Linked DNA regions of Gossypium raimondii: regions 1 and 2 are each linked to region 3. A link is a contact called in public Hi-C data. All regions are on one chromosome and are shown on one strand. The core of a region is the stretch at or near the end of the contact, and the rest is flanking DNA. Distances in the headings are between cores, read along the strand shown.

Region 1 (2,925 bases), core at 350-2,849, 210 kb before region 3:
ATCAAGCTTTCAAAGAAAAGAATCAAAAGAGCAAGGAAAAAGGTTTCTAAGATATTCTCTAGGACAAACATTTTCCTTTTCTGCAAACTTTTAAGGGGATAAACATTTTCGGGATAAGTAGTTGAACCATGTTTAATTTTCTGTCACTCCCTAAGGAAGTGGGACAACCATTGGAGCCAAGACCAAGTTCATGAAACAGACACCTAATTAGCCTAATAACTAACTAGATTCTAGCTATACATTATACATCTGAATAAAACCAGTGTAAAGAAGGAAAAACTGCATACCGTCAAGGCCCCATCCAATATAAAGTGGGGTAATTCCTATAGCATCTCGAGCTGCAATGAAACTTTTGTCACGAGTGTCAAGAAGGACAAATGAGAACATTCCATCCAGCATGTCCACAAAATCTTCTCCATATTCTTCATACTAGAAAAAGAAGTCAAATTGGTACATTAACGAAAATGAGACTTTGAAATGTGAAAACCGCGCAACAAAGGAAAATGCTTTAATAATGGAATAATATCCAACCTCTTAAGAACTTACAAGATGAGCAATTACTTCACAGTCACTTCCAGTTCTAAACTGATGGGAGTTCAGCTTTTCTCTCAATTGCTTATGGTTATATATCTCTCCATTAACCTATAATCATCAACCAAACATGAAAGTAAAACTAAACATCGCATTCTATCAATGATTCCATGTGATGGTCAAATTTGCTACTTATTTTTTCCCTTATTTACGGAGTAAAAAATAATAGGTAATAAATATACGAATGACTGAAATCATACATTTACTTTTCTATGTGAAAATGCAAAACCAATTTAACATAATGCATGCATTTTGTTTTAATTAATATGTAAATATAATCTTAAATTTAATTATTGAACAATATTATTCACTTTTATATCCAAAAACAAACATTTCACGCTAAAAACAAATAGAAAAATATTATAAAACTAAAATAAAAAGATTATTTTATTTTCATGATTATTGTACCAACCATTATCAATGTCTCGACGAAAAAAGAAAGAAAGTATACCGTGACAACAACAGTCTTATCCTCGTTATAAAGGGGCTGATCGCCTGAAGTCGGATCTACAATAGCTAAACGCTGATGAGAAAGGTAACAATTTTGATGGCAATGTAGTCCACTCCAATCAGGACCTCTATGCCTCAATCTACGCTCTCCATTTCAATCAAAATCAACGATCATTTTCATCTAAAATAAAAATAAAAAGTGCTAAAATCTAAATTCTCAAAATCACCTTCGAGACAGTTCAATAATGCGGGAGCGTTTAGCTTGAGAGTTGTCAATGCAGCCAAGGACTGCAAGTATTCCACACATGCTGCTGCCTGGGTTTTGGAATGGAAGGCCCTGTGGAGGCTGCTGAGAGAGGAACCTGAAGTAAAATCGAGTGGATTTTGTGATTTAAATAATGCACCCTATTTCAATCACAGCCGTTGATTTTGACTAGCTTTTTGCTTAGATTCCCCTTTCCGCCATTTACCAAATCCATAGTGTGTTCACAGATATAAATTCTTTATTAGGGTTTTGGAATTTTGAGGAATTTTTTTATTTTATCGTTTTTTTAAATAGATTCTCGATGGTGGTGAGGTCACTCGCTCGTTGGGAAATTGGGATATTTTTTTAATAGATACTTTTCAAATTATCAGCTGCTACGTAGAGTATTTTCTGTTTGGTGCACTTCAGATCTTCGCCGTCCGAATTTTCAATGAGTGGGTCTCTCTTAAGTTGTAATGTGTAGGATCGTAACCTGGAGCAAGTTCACTACTTTTCTCTTGCTAATAACGTTGTAGACATTCAAATAATAATTTAAAAAAGAAAGCTAATAACGTTGTCAGTCAAATTAAAAATTCAACACCGTGGAAGATTCAAAAATGGAATCTCTCTTTTTGACAAAAATAATTAAAAGCCTTTTTTTTTAATTTATCGAAATAGGCGCGGTATTTTATTATTTATCGGAATGGTCCTTTTTCCCGAAAGCGCGTCCATATCAGCACAATGTCAAGGGACGTGGCAGAAAATCGCGTCCCTGAGGGCGCGCTTTACTTACGTGGACGGAAATCGCTCCCTCAAGGCACGTTTTGTTGTCACGTAAGCGCTCCCTTGGGGACGCGTTTTGCCCGTTTCTCCCCACGTTAGGTTTTGGGTTTTTAGGGTTAGGGTTAGGGTTTAAGGTTTTTAAGATTTTTAGGGTTTTGGAGAAAAAAATTAAACAAATAAGGGATTAGGGTTTAAGGTTTCTTAATTAAATTAATTATAATTTTTTCAAAATTGGATTAGGTTTCGTGTTTATGGGTTTTTAAGAAATAATCAATTAAATTAGGGTTTAGGGTTACGTGAGTAATTAAATCAAAAATTTGTTAAGGAAATCGCTCCCACGTGGACGCGCTTTTACTACAGTAGGTCCTGAAAAAATAATTTTGAGTTGACGTTTTTGAGCAAATAGTATAAAAAAACGCTTCAAGCAGTATGCTTTATCAGAAGAATTTCTGAAATCGCTCACACGTTGACACGCTTTTACTACAGTAGGTCTTGAAAAAATAATTTTGAGTTGACGTTTCTCAACAAATAGTATAAAAAAACGCTTGAAGTAGGATGTTTTATCAGAAGAATTTCTAAAATCGCTCCCACGTGGACGCGCTTTTGCTACAGTAGGTCCTGAAAAAATAATTTCGAGTTGATGTTTCTGAGCAAATAGTATAAAAACGCTTCAAACAGGATGAGCGGGAGCCTTGAGCACCGAAGCTAAAGTTGGGCCCCTGTTGGTGCGGGAGCGTTGGGTAAAAAAAGTGTCCCCATTTCAGACAAATGAATGTCACCTGGTAGCGCATTGACCAAGTTTTTTTAGCTCTTTAGGGAGGAGGTGATATTGAGCGAGTAGGGGTTGTCCAGGGCAC
Region 2 (2,700 bases), core at 125-2,624, 210 kb after region 3:
TGTTTTTTTTCAAAAATACTAGCACAAAATTGGACGGGATGTTTGCGCATTTTGTCTTAACATACTTAATGGTGGTAAGCCTCTGGAGACTATTAATATAACTAATGTAATGCTTATCCCAAAATAGATCATCCTACGAATTTAAAGAATTTCAAACCTATAAGCCTTTGCATGGTGTTGTATAAAGTTATTGCGAAAATCATTGTAAATAGACTATAAAAGGTGCTTGAGACTTGCATTGACAAAACAGAAAGCGCTTTTATGCCTGGCAAACTAATTACAAATAATGTGCTCCTAACTCACTAAGTTTTACATGCTTTTAAACAAAAGAAGACAAAGAGAACAGGCTACTTGACTTTTAAGTTGGATATGAGCAAAGCTTGCGGTCGAGTGGAATGGCTGTTTATTTAAAGTATGATGTTGAAAATGGGATTGACGAGGCCTTGGGTGGAATTCATAATGCAATGTATCAACTCAGTATCATACTCATTCATTTTGAATAGCGAATTCGATAAAAACTTTAAGCCAACTAAGGGATGGAGACAAGGAGACCCATTGAGTCCATATTTGTTTTTATTTTGTAGCGAAAGGCTTTCAACCCTAATGAGAAAAACATGGCAAGACGAATTGCCGAAGGGTGCACAAGTGTGCCAAAAGGGACCTCAAATATCTCATATGATGTTTGCAAATGATTGCTTTTTATTCTAGGCGAGCAATAAAGGAGCAAACATTATCAAAAACATTCTTAGTGAATATGAACCAAGTTCAAGATAGTGTATCAACTTTGACAAATCTACTATTTTATTATTCGAATGTATTGGATTAGGATAAACTAATTGTTTCTCAAACACTTAATGTTAGGGTGTCACTGGATCCAAAAAAATATTTGAGCTTGCCAGCCATAGTGGGGAAAGGCAAACGACAGGTTTTTCAGGCCTTGAAGAACCGAATGAGAAAGAAGATAAGTGGTTGGAGTATTAGGCACCTCTCACGAGGTAAGAAAGTTTTCATAAAAGCCATTTTGCGATCCCTACGTATTTTATGTTACCGAATTCACTATGCACGGAACTGGAGAGTATTATTGAGACCATTTGGTGGAAAAAAACGTCACAGTAAATTAGGGACTCACTAGTGTAAATAGAGGCACTTGTGCGAACTTAAAGAAAACGGATGTATGGGTTTTAGATGTTTAGCAAAGTTTAATTTGGCATTACTTGCGAAGTAGGGGTGGCATCTGATTTGCTATTCGAATTTGTTGCTCGCTCGATCATTAAAAGCTAAATATTTTCCAGATACGAAATTTCTAAGTTTGAGTTTAGGGAATCTATCTTCGTATACTTAGAAAAGTGTGTGGGCAGCTAAGGGCCTTCTTGCGACGGGTTGTGCTGGAAAATAGGCAAGGGCACTGCAGTAAGGGAAGATGCCTTGATACCTGGGAGTGTAGATTACAAAATTTAGAATGGAGTTAGTAATCTAGACATTCAAACAGTGGCAGATTTGATAGACCCAACTACAAGAAAATGGAGAGAATTGTTAGTTTGGACTACCTTTGATGAGAAGGATGCACAGAGGATTTTGTGTATTTCCTTGGCAAAAGTTCCCCAGGAAGACCACCTTGTACGGTAAGGAGAGACGATCGGCGAATACACTGTTCGTAGTGCTTACAGAATACTCTTACAAGGAATACAAGGAGCTAATCCTACTCTGAATCGACAAACCCATTCCTCGCTTTACAAAAAATTATGGCTACTGGAATTGCCCAACAAAATCAAAATAACAAACTGGAGAACATCCCAAAACTTTTGGCCTATTTTTGCTAATCTACATTATAGAAGACTAACTGGATCTGCAGGCTGCCCAAAATGTGCGGATGGTGTCGAAACGGTGGAGCACGTTTTCCGGGATTGTCAGAAAGCAAAAGAGATCTGGCAGGCGTTGGCATCAGATATGAGCTTCAAAGACTGGATGCCCCATTTTTTTGAAACTAATTCCAGACACCAATGTAGAATCTTTGGTGGCGCAATTTGGGCGATTTGAACTGGGAGGAACAAGCTTCTGCTCGAGGGCAAGCAGAAAACAGCATTAGAGGTGGCAAACTTTGTAAGAGATTATCTGAAAGAATTAGATGGGATGAGTCAGAAAACCCCTGTCAAGACAGGAGAGCCAATACGGTGGAAGCCACTGAGCGGGCAGGCTGTAAAGATTAATTTTGATGTGGCTTTCAGTAAGCATAGAAACAGATCGTGGTGCTCAGGAAATGTTATTAGAGAGTCAAACGGTGCGGTGCTCTCAAAGGCCGAATATTGATCATTTATTTAATAAAAATCCAGCCGTGTTTTAGGACTGATTTCATGAAAATAAAAATGATTTGTTATTTTAATATTCAAAAAATTTTAGTCAATTAAAAATAGGTTTCTTTTTCCTAAAAACATAAAAATCCGTCTAATATTAATTAAACATTTAGAACAGTAAATACAAAAGGTGGCATGGATGAAATAATAGTGTCATAACATCTGTGATGCTATAAAATTACTGACGGCTAACAATATTGCTGATAACATGATGCAATTATCCCGAATTCAACCTTGTTCTCTTTTAAGTACTATAATAATGCAAAGCTACAGAAATTTCCTATTATAATTTACAGTAACAGTACTAGATTCTGAACACACAAGCTTTAACATTAAAAGAAAAAAAGCT
Region 3 (2,700 bases), core at 54-2,553:
GGCTCCTACAATCTGATGTAGTTGTTAAAAAAAAACTAGTTTGAAAACAGTTTTGCCACAACGAAAAATTACAATTTTGAAACATGAGTCAGTTTATGATATTTATAGCAATAAAGTTTTCCCGAAAAATATCCGTGCTTTGTGCGAGATGGATCCTAGACATTTCTAACTTTCAATCGAATGACCTTCTCCACCATTCTCTACCACAAATCACTTCGGGTGTGGGCTCGAACAATCACAAATCAAACACAGAACTAGAAACAATTTCTTACTTTCAATAGAAAAATAATTCTCTCAATAGAAACCAGTAGAACTGTTATTCCCAGAAAATTGAATTTATACTTAGAAAATAAAGTCTCACTATTTTCGGGCAGAATAACAATATCTCAAAGTTGTCTTTTTATCTCTACTAGTGTGATCTTTTTATAAGGAGAGATAGAAGAAGTCTGGTTGAATTGGTAGAACAGAAATAAAACTTATTTGATAGAGAAACTAGTTTCCTAGTTTAACTAGGAGAAGAGTTTGGGGTCGCACTTATATTGAGTCAAATTATATATGCTTTCTGGACTTTTAACCCAACACTTTATAATTTAATCCAACTCAATATCTGTTTTTATTTTCTTAAATAATTATTATTTATTAAATTGATTTAAATTAATTAATTTTCCAATTAAATAATTTTCTCAACCCAATTCTAATTTCGTTAAAGTAATGACAATTTTACCATAAAAGAATATGTGATAAAATATATTTAATTTTTCATATTCAATGGATTCATATTGACCAATTAATTTAATTCTATTTTAAAATTTAATTATTTAATTAAATAATAATTTGAAAAACTTAAATTAATTCTCAAAGTCATTTGTATGCTTAGTGAAAAACACATTCATTTCGAATGTAACCCATTTATCTAACTTTATCATTTCCGTCCATTTTCATTTCTTTTGCTCTTTATGCAATTAATTTCGATTTCAATGAACTATTAGAGGACCTGATTAGACATGTATAATTAAGAATCAAATATTTTATAATTAAGTTCTAACTTTTCTCTATTAATAATAAATTTATTTACTCACGAAATCATTCTAGTATAATATCTTGACTAACTCTTCTTAATTACATATCATTATGAATTTTACTCAATCAGTAATCATCCAATTATGTTTTGAACTTACTTTGCAGATTCAACCAATTTGTCTCATACCTTTTGTCTCTCGCTTACCATAGGACGGCTATAGACGCACGATAACCTAAAACACCGTCTAAGCTCATCCACACAAAAAAGGGAAATATTAGTATCAACATAGAAAAAAATTATTACAAGATAAAGGGGATTTCCACATTACATGGTACCTCCACTTTTCCCCATGCAGTCTGTACCCACAGCACCTAGAAAACCCATCATAACTCTAATTTTTTCTTACAAAAACTAACATTATCTTAGCCTCCATTAGATAACTTATCATTACTTTTACGGGTCATTATTACGCAATGATGATGGGGGCGAACCTAGGCCCCTAACAACAGGGCATACGGGAATGTTTGTGCTCACTACTTAAAATACAGTTGGTTGTGATGAATTAATCCTTGCCACTCTTAAAAGTAATGAATTAATTCGCTCTCACGTGTCTGAGTTTTAACAACAGGAATAATATTGACAATATATAGCTTTTGCCAGGCCATTTAAAAAATAAAATAAAATAAATTGAATCTCAACCAAGGATAGTTACAAAAGAGGAAAAACAAAACAAAACGTTTCCTTAGAACTCCGGTCCTCCAGCATGAAATGGAAATTAAGTACCACCTCCAGAGGTCCCTGAAGACTCGGCCACATTTTCCAGTCTCAATGTCATGGCAACTTCTTCGATCATTTTACCTCTATCAGCTGACCCAGATCCGTCCACGGCTCTGTTAAGCCTTTTCACCCAAATATCATAATCAACAGGGTATGGTGTTCCACAAAGGCTATCCACATAATCACTAAAGGCCTTAAGTAAAGGCGAAACTTCACCAAGATGCTGCTGAATCGATCGTGTTGCCCAGCTTTTCTCCCTCCATTGCAAAGCTGATTCAATAGAATCCTGTGGATGCATTCTGCCCCCTGTCACAAAGAATAGGAGGTACACAAGGCTCTCAGCATCAGATGCAGGACAGAGTTTACCATGCTGAAGTGCATGAGAGGACGAGAACTGCAAATTTATTGCTGGGCTGTCCCTGTCTTCCAGAACTGCACGCCCCCAAGAAACTGGGATATACAGAACTTTGTGTCTAGTACCTTGCATGTTGAAAACACGGATTATATTTTCAGGGGAAATATCACCATGCTGAACACTGGCTGTTGCTGCACTTCTTAGAGCAACTAGGCAGTCCCGGCAGCAGCGTAATGCATCATCAGAGGAAAATGGGCCGTCCCTAGCAACTATATATGAAAGTGGTTCGCCAACTGGTAACGTGACAAGAATTGGAGTTCCGCACCAAGGATGATCGCATCGCCCACTAGGACTCTGCTTTTTGCAAGGACCAGGATGCAAAATTCGGCCAGAGGCAATTACTTCAGGTAAATATTTGCTTGAAACCCCTTGATGCTTCAATATGTTTAGTACCTTTGTTTGTCTTTGTACTTGATACCACAGACTCATATCCTCCCAAGAGGGCTCGAGTCTGGATGGATGGGCACCAACATACAATGTTAACAAC

The links. A called contact is a pair of places that touch in the nucleus more often than the background predicts.
Region 1: a contact with region 3 is called in a Hi-C map of leaf, with 2.7 times the contacts expected there. The contact joins the promoter of LOC105763590 here to the enhancer-like site in region 3. A contact is called at or near these places in 2 of 2 Hi-C or Micro-C datasets (both in leaf).
Region 2: a Hi-C map of leaf shows a contact between it and region 3, with 1.6 times the contacts expected there. The contact joins two enhancer-like sites. A contact is called at or near these places in 2 of 2 Hi-C or Micro-C datasets (both in leaf).

The regions. Positions count from the first base shown.
Region 1 is chr12:26,685,230-26,688,154 of ASM2569854v1, forward strand. LOC105763590 (asparagine synthetase [glutamine-hydrolyzing] 3) reads right to left here and starts at 1,600. Exons shown (of 14, transcript XM_012581847.2): 1 at 1,269-1,600; 2 at 1,043-1,181; 3 at 547-642; 4 at 288-429. The coding sequence starts at 1,348.
Region 2 is chr12:27,107,182-27,109,881 of ASM2569854v1, forward strand. It overlaps LOC105763606 (auxin response factor 6), which reads right to left. Exons shown (of 14, transcript XM_012581871.2): 14 at 2,474-2,700. Among protein-coding and RNA genes, the nearest start is that of LOC105763606, 11 kb to the right of the region's middle. Within about 2 kb of position 1,375, the one cell type or tissue checked has open chromatin away from gene starts, as enhancers often do. A contact at or near this core is called in leaf, where this site is marked.
Region 3 is chr12:26,893,823-26,896,522 of ASM2569854v1, forward strand. LOC105763598 reads right to left here. Exons shown (of 5, transcript XM_012581857.2): 5 at 1,574-2,700. The coding sequence ends at 1,797. Among protein-coding and RNA genes, the nearest start is that of LOC128035687, 17 kb to the left of the region's middle. Within about 2 kb of position 1,304, the one cell type or tissue checked has open chromatin away from gene starts, as enhancers often do. A contact at or near this core is called in leaf, where this site is marked.